Regions from separate parts of the Mus musculus genome. Here all the other regions are linked to region 1. Evidence: chromatin contacts called from public promoter capture Hi-C data. All regions are on one chromosome and are shown on one strand. The core of a region is the stretch at or near the end of the contact, and the rest is flanking DNA. Distances in the headings are between cores, read along the strand shown. Region 1 holds the start of Dll3 (delta like canonical Notch ligand 3). Region 2 overlaps 4930479H17Rik (a long non-coding RNA gene). Region 3 holds the start of Upk1a (uroplakin 1A).

Region 1 (4,116 bases), core at 335-2,834:
GGCCTTAGAGGTGTTTGTTTGTTTTATATTTTTATATGTCTGGGGGCAGAGTAGGCATGGGCATCCGGTAAGAGAAGAGTGGTGGGGGTAGTTCCTGGCCATGTGGATCCACGGGTGAAAACAGGCTTGGCAGAAAGTGCCCTGCCTAAGTCATCTCACCAGCTGGAAGATGCTGTTTTAGACCGGATGGAATGATCTGGAGCGCCTCTTTGGAAGGTGTGTGCCAGCAGAGTCTACAGTGAGAGGAAAAGCTCCTGGGATGGCTGGTCGGGCAGGCATGATCGTCCCAGGGCCTCAGCCTTTGCTGTTCACAATGTGTTTGCTCCAGGATCCTCCTCACACCCCAGGCCTTAGCAGGGGCTCTGTTTCTGTGCGTAACAAAGTCCTAAACAGCTAAGACTTTCAGAAATCCCTTAAAGTCTGCTTTATTTGTGATTCAGAGCTCTGGAAATACCACCTTGCCTCGTGGTGAAGCAAAACCAGGTGTGGTAGGGTTTTGTGGTATTTTCCTGTATTGGTTTTGAGAAAGGCTTTATGTCGTCTAGGCTGGCTTCTTTCTCTTGTTTGTCCTGCTTCTGCACTGCTGGGATTACAGGTCTGCCATGCCCACCCACGCCTCTTTTTCGACTAAACATTTAGTGGGACTATAGCCGTCTCCCCTCTACAAGACAAATGTGGATATAGGAGCAACTTATATTTTCCCTAAAATTACTAGCTCTGAGTATTAACTTAGTATTTACTGGGGGTGGGGAGTGGGTTTCCTCTGTTTCTGCAGCCTTGCTCACCGTCTGACTTCAGCACACTAGCCTGGGCACCTGCACCTAAATTGTTTTACTTGCCTGGATCCTGCGAAATCCCACCTCCTCGCCCCCCGGGGTGGGATGAGCAGCTCCATTCATCTGGGGTGGAGAGTGGGGCCCTGGTGCCCGAAGACTGAAGACTAATTTCCTGTCCGTTTGCCTCTCACACCTTCCTGAGCCCAAATGGGAGGCCCAGCTGCGGCCCAAGGGGGAGGGGCACGGCCGCCCGGCAGATGGCGACATTTACATACAGCTGGGAGGCCCCTCCAAGACCAGGATCCTAGCCTGGCGTCTGGTGGCGATACTGGCTTCGCGGAGGGGGGGCTTTGTTTTAAGAAGGGGAAACACACATGCATACACACGAGAGGTCTTCCACAAACACACAGGGGTCCACACAAAGAACTCAGGATTCTTCCTCACCGCCTCCTCTGTGGGGCTCCGAAACACAACCTCACACACAGCCGGCTGGAGACGCATTCACTGCACTCATGGGTTCATAGGGTCCTCCACAGCGGACAGGAGCTCACATAAGTACATACATGATAGAGAGGAATGCACCTGTATTTCCGTTCTCCCACTTCAGTACGCACAGTATCTTAGAAATTAACCCCTGCCGCTTTCAGATTGGCGCATGCAATCACACTCAGGATGAACCTCACCAAGTCGCCCACATAGAGTTACTGTATCCCTTTCCCTGGGACCCCTCTCGGCCGGTAGCTAAAAGACTGGCCTGAAGGGGCGGAGCGTCCCCTCAAATATAAGACTCCGGCATCCAGCAGCTGCGACTCCTGAGACTATTTCCCCATCCTGTCCCCCAAAGCAATGGTCTCTCTGCAGGTGTCTCCGCTTTCCCAGACGCTGATCCTGGCTTTTCTTCTTCCTCAGGTCAGATACAGAAAGGAAAGGAACAGATGGGGTTGGGCCGAGACCTGGAGGTCTTAGAGACTTTCATGGGGCACACAGATACCTAGGTCCCTTAACCTTGTGGCCCTCTCTGTCCCAGGCACTGCCAGCTGGTGTCTTCGAGCTACAAATTCATTCTTTCGGGCCAGGCCCAGGCCTCGGGACCCCACGCTCCCCCTGCAACGCCCGAGGCCCTTGCCGCCTCTTCTTCAGGGTCTGCCTGAAGCCCGGAGTCTCCCAGGAGGCCACCGAGTCCCTGTGCGCCCTGGGCGCAGCACTGAGCACGAGCGTCCCGGTCTATACGGAGCACCCCGGAGAGTCAGCGGCTGCCCTGCCGCTGCCTGATGGCCTCGTACGTGTGCCCTTCCGCGATGCTTGGCCGGTGAGTCCAACCTCCACCTCTTTCTGTCCCCCCCCAGCTCCCGACACCATCCCGTGCCCCAGAGCCTTTACTACCCCCTCCTCTCCGAAACCCACATTCCCAGACCCCCTCCGCTATTCTCTTCAGGGATGTCTTAAAACTGGGCTTCTCATCTTTTTGTGGTTGTGTGTGTGTGTGTGTGTGTGTGTGTGTGTGTGTGTGTGTGTGTGTGTGTTATACTCACGAATACGCTTTACAGCGATATGTGGACAATTTCAGTTCTGCCCTTTATTTACCATGTGGGACCCAGGGGGTTGGACTAAGGTTTTCAGTAAGTGTTTTTTACCCAGTGAATCCTCTTCTCATCCTGTTTTGTTGTTATTGTTTGTATTTTGTTTTGTATTTTTAGAGACAAGCCTGGCTGTCTCTGAGTTCACTATGTAGCTAAATCTGGTCGTGAGTTCCTGATCCTCCTGTCTTCACTCACTCCCATCTCCCAAGTGCTGGAGTTATGGGGTGCAATAGCAAGTCGAGTTGGGGTCTTTGTCTTTATTCTAGATCTCTTCTTTGGACCTGGGGCTCCTCTCAAGCACTTTCTTGAGGTCACCTAATCTCTCATGTTTCCAGCCTTAGTTCTTTTGGTTGGGACATCAGGTCACTTACTGAATCCTGGTCCCCATCCCTGTACCCTGCACATCTCAAAAAGAATCAGGGCCCGTATTTGAAATGTAGACATTGTTGGGAACTTTTTCCATATTTTATTTCCTCACCTGTAGATGGGAACACCTTAGTATGTCCTTTTGGACAGGGTCTTGCTAGATACCCCAAACTAACCTCATATTTGAAACCCTCCTATCTCAGCCTCCTGAGCGCTGGGATTACAGGTATGTGCAAACACACTTGGCACAATGGCGTATCCAGAATGAGACCAAAATGCTCCTGGCTCCCGGGGCAGCTCCTTCTGGGAATGCTCCGTAGCTCAGTCCCAGAGCTGGCTTCCAGACTCCGTGCTGTGTTCTGGAGGTCAGTGAGCTTCCCTGACCACCGGCTTCCTCTCTTCGTTCTTCTCTGTCCAACCAGGGCACCTTCTCCCTCGTCATTGAAACCTGGAGAGAGCAGCTGGGAGAGCATGCTGGAGGTGGGTGTCTCACGGGTAGGAAGGGGCAGTGTTGAGTTCAGGACTGATAATGGGCTGCCTCTAAAGTGGAGCATTCCTGCTGGGCTTGTGATGTCATCATAGCTCCTAGGATGTGGTGCTGGGCTAGTGGTTTTGGATCTGTGGGCAATCTGGGTATAAATATAATTCAAAATTCCTAATGGTAGCAATGTAAAGACCATGTCCTGAGAGAGGTTGAGCATCTCTGACCCCAAAATGAGACAAAGGGCTCCAAAATCCATTTATTGTATCTTATCTGTTGTAATAGAGAAGAACTCCCCATATGCTATGCAAGACTCCATCATTGAGCCTTGCTCCTAGTCCCTAGTAGATTCCTGGGACACTCTACTTCTGAGCCATCTCCTTGGCCTTGATTTTGTATTTGAAACAATGTCTCATGTAGCCCAAACTGTCTTCAAAATGCCCATTATAGGAATTATCCCCACTATGCTGCACCTAAAATTTAAGTCTTTTTCTTGAAACAGGGTGTCACATAATGTAGACAGGCCTTGAACTTGCTGTGTAGCCCAGGCTGTCCTTGAATTCACAGTTCTCCTGCCTCCGCCTCCCAAGTGCTGGCGTTGTGAGCATGAACCACCATTTTGAGGTTGGTTGTCTCTTTTTAGCTTTCTGGATAAGGCTCCTCCATTGGTACTAGGCCATCCATCTGGCTTAACTCTGCCCTTTGTGAGGCTTTTGCTGGGATTAGACATGAGTGGAGCCACTACGCATAAGACCTTGAGGGGGCGCTATGACTTCACTTTTGGAGATCCTGTCCGTAGCTATTGATGGCACAAGATGTTAGAAGTCTCCTATTTTAATATTCTAACAAATACAGGAGTTATCTTAGGAGTTAGTGTTATTTTAACACTAGATATGCCATGCAGGTCCCTAGG
Region 2 (4,267 bases), core at 162-2,661, 2.0 Mb before region 1:
ATCTCTACTCCCTTCCTCGGAACCCAGGCTTCCCACTGCGACCCTTCCTAGGGCCTCAGAACTTCTAGCCAAAAGCTTCTTCCTCCTCAGCAGGCTATGGAGGCTGTTCCTCTGTTCTAGAATGTTCTTCCGGTGTCGGCTTCCTCACTTGACCGCTTTGCCCCATTCTTCTGTTTACAGGAATATAGAGCCTCTGCTCCCTCCAAACACGATCAAACCAGTTCTCTATACTCAAAGACCCTTTTCTAGTCCTAATGTCTCTCAAATAAGCTCTCTCCTTCTCTCCTTCCCCACCAAGTCTCCTTCCCTTCCTTCCTGACTCTCTCCCCACTCGTCCCTCTCTGCCCTTCCCTCACATCCTCCTCTTCCTCCTCTCCCTCCTCCTTGTAATTCCTCAACATTCCCTCGTCATGTGCCTGTTCATCTCCAACATGTCTCACCTCCTCAACCAATCCCTCTTCCCCCCCTCTTCCGCCATCTGCCTCTAGTCTCTAACCCCACAATTCCAACCTGATGGTAACAGGTCAGACTGGAGCCACACATCCCTTGCTGCTTCAGGGAGCGTGATGAGGGCCAGGACCAAGCTTAAAGATGGTACACAAGTGACTTGTAGTATACACAGCTCCCCCTGGGTCCCGATAGGCAAGAGCCCCAGCCTACCTATCCTATCCATTTCTGGGAGTGTGCCCACAGGGAAGAGGGTCAAGAGGCCCTCTAATACTCGGTCATCGCTGCCTTCATACCTGCTCGAACACCTTGATGCTCTGGATTTCCCACAGACATGTGGATGTACAAAGACGATGGCTGGTGACCTCAGAGCCAAGGGTGGAAAGGCTGCCTGACATGGCTCAGTGAAAGTGGAATTTCTTTGGACGCGATTCTGGCTGGTTAGGACAAGATCTATTGACAGACTGTGCCAGTAGATACGACAAACTGGTTCTGGAAGCATAATAAGGCAGGCAGACCAGAAAAAGTAAGCCATCTCTCCCAGCTCTGTGAAGTGTGTGTGTGTGTGTGTGTGTGTGTGTGTGTAGCAGCTTTTTGAGATGAGGGAACCAGAGCCCACAGAAGTTAGGTGTATGGTTCAAGTTCCCATGGCTTGAAAAAGACAGTGGGGATTCAAACCTGGCGGAATGGCCTCCCAATTTACCCAACTATTCTGGTTCCCTCCTCTGCGCTCCGGGTTCACTCAGACTCAACAGCTGCGTTTGTGGGTTTCTAGGGCCGCCGCTTAATCACAGCTTTCTTGGAAAACGGGGGCGCTGAGAAACCCGACTTCCGGCTGTGTGTGTGTGTTGCCACCGCCCGAAGGGCCCCGATGGTGGTGCTACTGTCAGTACCAATGAGCCGGCGCCCAGTGCCCGAGGGCTGCTGAGGAATCCACGTGGGCGAGCCTGCCTGGACCCAACGCCGCGGCGCCACCTGCTGGGCGCTCGCGGTGATGCCGCGGCTACGGCCGGGCGACTCGCAGTCAGCTTTCTGGGGTAATGGGCCTCCTGCTGCACATAACCTGCCTGTCAGTATTCTTACATCTTGAACCCTTCCTTCCAGGAACGGCAGGTGTAGAGCAGAATGCGGGTGACCAATCAAGTTCCCATGATATGCCATTCATCCGGTGGCACTGATGATTGGACATTCTTGTCAGCAAGCAAGACACAAGGGTACCAACTACTGCTGCTCAAGGGTGGCAGGGACCGCCAGGGCCTGGAGAAGCGAGAAGACCTGTTGAGGATCAGGGTCGGGAAAAATTACAAAACTACATTCTATTCCTCATGAAGCCGCCCCGAGACCGTTTTTAAAATTCGAATCATGTCCCTTCTCTACTCAAAATCCCCCAGTGCAATCACCCCGCCTGCCAGCAGCGCCAGAGTCCTGACAGTGATTTATAAGTCCTACATGAGGGACTGGAGGTGGGGCGCACCCAGTTGATAGAGTGCTTGCCTAGGATGTACAAAGCCCTGGGTTTGATCCCCAGTACTTGCCTATTCTCTCAGCACTCTGGAAGTGGAAGCAGACACACAGAAGTTCATAGTGATGTGCGAGACAAGCATAACATCCTGTCTCAAAATCAAGTAGGTGAATTAAATTTAAAATTAGAGCCGGTGAGATGGCTCTTCATCTCACTGGTTGCTAAGCCTGACGACCTAAGTTCGAGTCCCCGGGACCCACTGAGCAGGAGAGCCTTGGCACCTACGAGTTGCCTTTTGCTGGGCAGGTCTGCAAGCTTTGGACCACCTCTTTGGCAGCAGTAGTGGCTGGGCGTGGTGATGGTGGTGTGTGCACACCTTGGTACTGCTGCGTCACAGGCCTATAAATAGGTGAGGCTTTATGGGCTAAGTGGTAAGTGCTTTTATATATAATGTATGCATGCACATTATGTAATATATTCCTCACAGTCAACCTGGAGGCAGGTCTTTTTATTATCCCAGTTTTATAGAGAAACCAATTGGAGGTCGAAGGCGCTAAATCATTGCCCAGAGCCACACTCAGAGCAGGTGGCTGCTTGTAACCAAAATTCTCCGGGGCTATTGGAAAGGAGCCGCTTTGCCTAAGCAGCACAAAGCTTTGCGCAGACTCTAAATGCGGTCGGGCGCTGGCCATGGTGCTGAACAGAATAGCCGCAGCTTCTCCGCTTGAGATTGTCAGGTAACCTTGGAATTAAGGAGCTCTTTCTCAACCATGGTGATGAAAGAAACGTGAAAGTGTGTTCGGAAAGAATCTATAGTTTCTCAGCAACGAAGACAGAAATTTTCCTGTCTCACAAATTCTGGGACCAAAGTATCTACTTTTTTGTTGTTGTTGTTGTTGTTGGTTTTTCGAGACAGGGTTTCTCTGTGTAGCCCTGGCTGTCCTGGAACTCACTTTGTAGACCAGGCCAGCCTCGAACTCAGAAATCCGCCTGCCTCTGCCTCCCAAGTGCTGGGATTAAAGGCGTACGCCACCACCACCCGGCTCGAAGTATCTACTTTTATTATTTTAAAATATTTATATTTATTCATTTATTTATTTGATTTTTGGAGACAGGTTTCTCTGTGTGGCTCTGGCTGTCTTAGAACTTACTCTGTAGACCAGACTTGCCTCGTATTCAGAGATCCACCTGCCTCTGCCTCCCTAGTGCTGGAATTAAAAGCATGTACCACCACTGCCATTATTATTATTATTATTACTACTACTACTACTACTACTACTACTACTACTACTAACTATTATTATCTTCGAGCTGTACTCTGGAGTGGGGAGCAAGCTTGGAACCCTGACCCAAACTAGATGAGCTCTCATAAGTCACTTCCCCTCTCTGACCTTCCACTTCCTCCTCTGTAACAGTGGAGAACACACCAACACACCATGTATTGGTAGCATTTTAAAAAGGAGAACCCAGTACAGTGATCCATGATTATATCCTAGTACTTAGGAGGTGAGGCAGGAGGATTGTTCTAAGCTTAAAGCAGCCTGGGCTATATACTGAGTTCCAGACCACAGTAACAACGCCTACAGTACAGTAGATATTTGTTCTAAACAGGGTCTCATTATGTAGCTCTGGACCTTGCTTTGTGGACCACACTGGCCTTGAACTCACAGAGGTCTGCTGGACTCTGGCTCTTCGGTGTTGGGATTAAGGGTGTCCACCACACTGGCTTCTCCTCTTAAAGAATTCCACAAATATATGGTGAGTTGGTGGTGTTCTCCACCTTTACAGAGGAAGCAGATGATCACCACTTTTAAGTGAAATTTTATACTATATTTTTTTTAGACAGGGTTTCTCTGTGTAGCCCTAGCTCTCCCAGAGCTGTCTCTGTAGGCAGGATGGCCTCAGACTCACAGAGATCCTTCTGGGATTAAAGGCATGAACAACCTCTGCCTGGCTAAGACAACATATCTTAAGTCACAGTCAAAAGACTAGCAGAGCTAAAGAGATGGCTCAGCAGTTACATGTTGCTTTTCTGGAGGCCATGGGTTCGAGTCCCAGCATAAATTTAGCAGCTTACAACTGTGGTTCACTGTATTTATGTGATATAGATGTAGTGAAAAGTAAATCTTTTTTTAAAACAACCATTAGAGCTGAAATTTGTACCTTGGGCGCCTGGCAGAAAAGCTCACACCTTCACAGCACGTGAGAGACCAAGGTGGTAGGATTTCTCTGTGTGTAAAACCATCCTGGGCTATACAGTAAATTCCAAGCCAGCCTGGACTACAGAGCCTGGACTACAGACCTTGACTAAAAACAGTAAGTAAATAAATAAATAAATAAATAAATAAATAAATAAAT
Region 3 (4,211 bases), core at 1,025-3,524, 2.3 Mb before region 1:
GGCCTTGGATCTGAAACTAGAGTTACATGTATGTGACTGTGAGCTGCCTGGTACCATGCTGGGACCGAATTCCCATCTCCAAGGACAGCATCTCCAGTTCTTTTCATATTGCCTTTTGAGATAGAATCTTGTTGTTGCCCAGGCTGACCTTGGATTCACTGTGTGGTCCAGGCATTCCTTGAAAGTGGAGTCCTCCTGTCTCAGCCTTCTGTGTGCTGGACTACATGTTTCGTAGCACCAGCCCTGGATGTTTTCTTTCATTTTTCAAGAGATTTTATTTTACTTTTAATTGTATGTGTGAGGGATTGTATGTCCCTGAGGTGGCCAGAAGAGGGTGGTAGATTCTCTGAAGCTGGAGTAACTTGCAGTTGTGAGTTGCCCAATATGGGTGGGAACTAAACTCAGGTCTCTTCAAGAGCAGTATATACACGTAACTGCTGAGCCTTCTTCTCCAGCCCCAGCTCTCTAGTATTTTTTTATTACATTTATTTAGTGTTCATATTTGTGAGTACATGCATGCAATAAGGGTGCATGTGCCATAGCCTGAGGGTAGAGTTCAAAGGACAATTTGCAGGATTCAGTTCTCCCCCATCATGTGAGTTCTAGGCCAGCTTGGTCTGCAGAGTGAATTTTAGGACAGCCTGGGCTGTGTAGAGAGACTGTTGCAAAAATAAAATAAATTTATACGCGCGCGCGCGCGCGCGCACACACACACACACACATAAACATAAGGCCCAATTATTTAGCAAATTATTTTAACTAAAATTCATTTCTGTCCATGAACTTTTGTTTAGATTTTCTTGGAAGCCCTTAGATAGATGTAAATGGGAAGAGAACAGGTATTTTAAATCTAAAGGAAGCTGATAATTTCCAATTACATTGGAAAACACCTCATGTGCTTTCTTACCAAGAATGCCTGGTGTTTTGTTTTAAGGGCTGGGTCTCATTGGGTAGCTATGACTGACTTGGAATTCCCCATGAATGCCAGGATGGCTTCGAACTCTCTCTGCCGGGATTAATGGCATACACCAAGGCAGGGAAACTGAACATGACCCTGAGGTCAAGATGCTCCTGTCCTAATCTCACGCGCTCAGCTAACCCATTGTCTTGGCAGGGGAATTTTAAGTGCCTTTTTTTTTTTTTGCCGCCTTCTGCAATAGATAGGAAAGCCACCACTGGGAAAGAGAATTTAACAAAACCCCTGGAGAATTTCTGGGGCCGGGCTCTTGCTTTAAGCGACCACCAGAGGGCGCTGTCCGAGAGACCTCGGGCTCTACCCATTCACCACACCTCTGAAGCTTTTCCTGACCTGGACGGTGCAGATGTGCGCTTAGTTACGCTGCTAGAGGAGACAGCAGGAATTAAGCCTAGATATGCTTGCTTTTGTTGTTGTTGTTGTTGTTGTTGTTGTTGTTGTTTCTCCTTCCCACTACCTCACCCCACCTCTCTGCCTATATAGCTCAGGATGGTCTCGAACCCATAATCCTCCTTGCCTACGCCTCCCCACTACCGGGATTACAATTACAGGCGTGCACTTCTGTATCTGACTTGAATTTAGATCCCTTCTATTCTTCAGCCTGAAGAGTGTGTGTGTGTGTGTGTATGTCCACGCGGCCGTCCCGGGTGGGAGGAGGAGTTCCTCTCCCACCACATCCATACCACATGTCCCCTTCCTTTTCTAGCATACTCCTTCCTCCTTTTTCATATATACATACCTATCTCAAACCCCTCACCATTCTCTTCTGCCACTGTAGCCATAACCAAGCACCTCTGAGCGTGCCTTGCACCTTGCCCTCAATTCCCTCCCACAGCCCTGCCTTGAGCCCACCCCATTATCCTCTGCTGTGTGGGTGTGGGTGTGTGGGTGGGGTCTCTCTCTGGTCCTCCCTCTGCCTCCAAAGCTACAGAAGGCAGTTTTCTAATGTGGGATTCCCACGAGGATCTGTCATGGATCTGACCCCTGCTCTCGGGAAAGCCTACCGTGCACCTAAGGAAAGGACAGATCAAGTGGCTAACTTTTCCCATCCCCACCCCCACCCCTCTGGCATGGCTGCAGCCTGGGAATTAGAGCCTCTGGGTACATAGATCACCTTGCCCCAGTGGCCAGTCAGGAGCACAATCCTGAATTTCAGGTCTGTAAATCACTTGAGTGTCAAGGAGCTCATAAAAATCTATCATGGTCAGTCTGCTGAACTCCTGCCCCCTCCTCCTCTGAGACTGGCTCAAGGAGGGGTTTGGGCATATATAGGGAGCTGCTGTAGCTGGGGCTGACCAGAGAGGCTTCTGTAGAGAAGGTGAGGAGGTGTTCTGGGGGTTGACAGGGCAAGGGGCTGGGGAGGGCAACAGCTGCCCTGCAGTTAGAGGCTGCTCGGCTTTTCTTCTTCTGTAGAAGGCTCACTGCTAAGCTGTTGGACTCTGGGCATATGGACACCAGCCTGGGCTCTGCAGCTCATGAGCATCTCCTGGTAGATGGGGTCTGAAGTAGACCCTGCCTCCTGCCCTCCTAACTTCTGCCCTGCTTCTGTGTCCCCAGCAGGAAGATGGCTTCTGCAGCGACAGAGGGAGAGAAGGGGTCTCCTGTGGTGGTGGGGCTGCTGGTCGTGGGCAACATCATTATTTTGGTGAGACGCGGAATAATGGGAGCGGGAAAGTGTGGTGGGGAGGTGGCAGCTGAGATCCCAGGTCTATGAGCTGCAGGCTCTAGTCCCAGATCCTAAAGGGGATCCCAGCTACCTGTTCTTACAGAGGGAGCAACCTGTTCTCTGGGAATCCTTCTTGTGGATCATGTAGATTCATCCACAACTCAGGGGAAACGCTTGAGAGACAAGAGTGGTAAACACACACACACACACACACACACACACACACAGCCGTAATCGCAGCTTTTGGAAGGCTGAGGCCAGAGAATAATGGCTGTGAGTCTGAAGCCAATCTAAACTATAGTGTGTGAAGTTCTGTTTAGAGAGAGGAAGGGGGAGGGGGAGGGGGAGGGGGAGGGGGAGGAGAGGAGAGGAGAGGAGAGGAGAGGAGAGGAGAGGAGAGGAGAGGAGAGGAGAGAAGAGAAGAGAAGAGAAGAGAAGAGAAGAGAAGAGAAGAGAAGAGAAGAGAAGAGAAGAGAAGAGAAGAGAAGGGAAAAGAGAAGAGAAAGTTGAGAATTAGTGTCAAGAGAATCTGTCAAGTATCAAGTACTGGAACTCACTCTGTAGACCAGGTTGGCCTCGAACTCAGAGATCCTCCTGCCTCTGCCTCTGCCCGCTGGGTTCTAGGATTAAAGGTGTGCGCCCCCACTGTCCAGCTGATGTTGTGATGTTGGTTTTTAAAAGAGGAAAACTATGTGATGCTTGGGTGTTGCCCTGAGCCAGGCAGGCTTGGGTTCATATCCCAGCTCTGCTAGTTATGGGACTGGAGGCCATCAGTATCACCTCTGTGATCCCTGGCTTTCTCATCAGCAAGACAGACAGACAGACAGAGAGAGAGAGAGAGAGAGAGAGAGAGAGAGAGAGAAGAGAGGAACAGGGATGCTTTGCACACACCTGTGGCACTGAGGAGGTGAGGCAGGAGGACTGCCACACCACAAGTTTGAAATCACCTTGGACCACACAGTAAGTCCAGGCCAACTTAGGTTATATCATGAGACCTTGTGTCAAAAACCCAAGACAACAACCAAAGCTTGTCCACAGAGAAATTTTCCTTTTCTCCTTCTTTCCTCATCTCTGATTTTTTTTTTAAGATTTATTTATCTTATGTATGTGAGTACACTGTTGCTCTCTTCAGACACAGCAGAAGAGGGCATAGGACCCCATTACAGATGGTTGTGAGCCACCATGTGGTTGCTGGGAATTGAACACAGGATCTCTGGAAGAGCAGCCAGTGCTCCAGCCCCTCATCTCTGATTTTCAGGACAGATCCACCACCTCTGCTCTGCCTGCCAGGGGCTAGGATTAAAGGTGTGTACCATCAAGCCTGGCATTACAGAGGACAGTTTGTAATTCCTTTGTCCCCATGACAACCTGGTTTTTTTTTTTGTTTTGGTTTTGTTTTGTTTTGTTTTTCAAGTCAGGGTTTCTCTGTGTAGCCCTGGCTGTCCTGGAACTCACTCTATAGACCAGACTGGCATCAAACTCAGAAATCCACCTGCCTCTGCCTCCCAAGTGCTGGGATTAAAGGCATGCGACACCACTGTCCAGCTGTTTGTTTGTTTTTCGAGACAG

What was found. Promoter capture Hi-C pulls out the DNA fragments that hold promoters and counts their contacts. Capture Hi-C pulls out chosen DNA fragments and counts their contacts.
Region 2: a contact with region 1 is called in a promoter capture Hi-C map of hippocampal neurons, with 6 times the contacts expected there. The contact joins the enhancer-like site here to the promoter of Dll3 in region 1. A contact is called at or near these places in 3 of 39 promoter capture datasets (hippocampal neurons and liver) and 1 of 9 other capture datasets (liver).
Region 3: a contact with region 1 is called in a promoter capture Hi-C map of liver, with 2.5 times the contacts expected there. The contact joins the promoter of Upk1a here to the promoter of Dll3 in region 1. A contact is called at or near these places in 1 of 39 promoter capture datasets (liver) and 2 of 9 other capture datasets (liver and pancreatic islet).

Annotation. Positions count from the first base shown.
Region 1 is chr7:28,299,253-28,303,368 of GRCm38.p6, reverse strand. Dll3 (delta like canonical Notch ligand 3) reads left to right here and starts at 1,584. Exons shown (of 9, transcript NM_007866.2): 1 at 1,584-1,685; 2 at 1,804-2,085; 3 at 3,145-3,202. The coding sequence starts at 1,623.
Region 2 is chr7:30,345,150-30,349,416 of GRCm38.p6, reverse strand. It overlaps 4930479H17Rik (a long non-coding RNA gene), which reads left to right. Exons shown (of 3, transcript XR_881936.2): 2 at 1,552-2,072; 3 at 2,216-2,820. Among named protein-coding and RNA genes, the nearest start is that of 4930479H17Rik, 6.7 kb to the left of the region's middle. Within about 2 kb of position 1,411, at least 29 of the 459 cell types and tissues checked have an H3K27ac peak or open chromatin away from gene starts, as enhancers often do. A contact at or near this core is called in hippocampal neurons, where this site is marked.
Region 3 is chr7:30,610,797-30,615,007 of GRCm38.p6, reverse strand. It overlaps Upk1a (uroplakin 1A), which reads left to right and starts at 2,274. Exons shown (of 8, transcript NM_026815.2): 1 at 2,274-2,294; 2 at 2,534-2,621. The coding sequence starts at 2,541.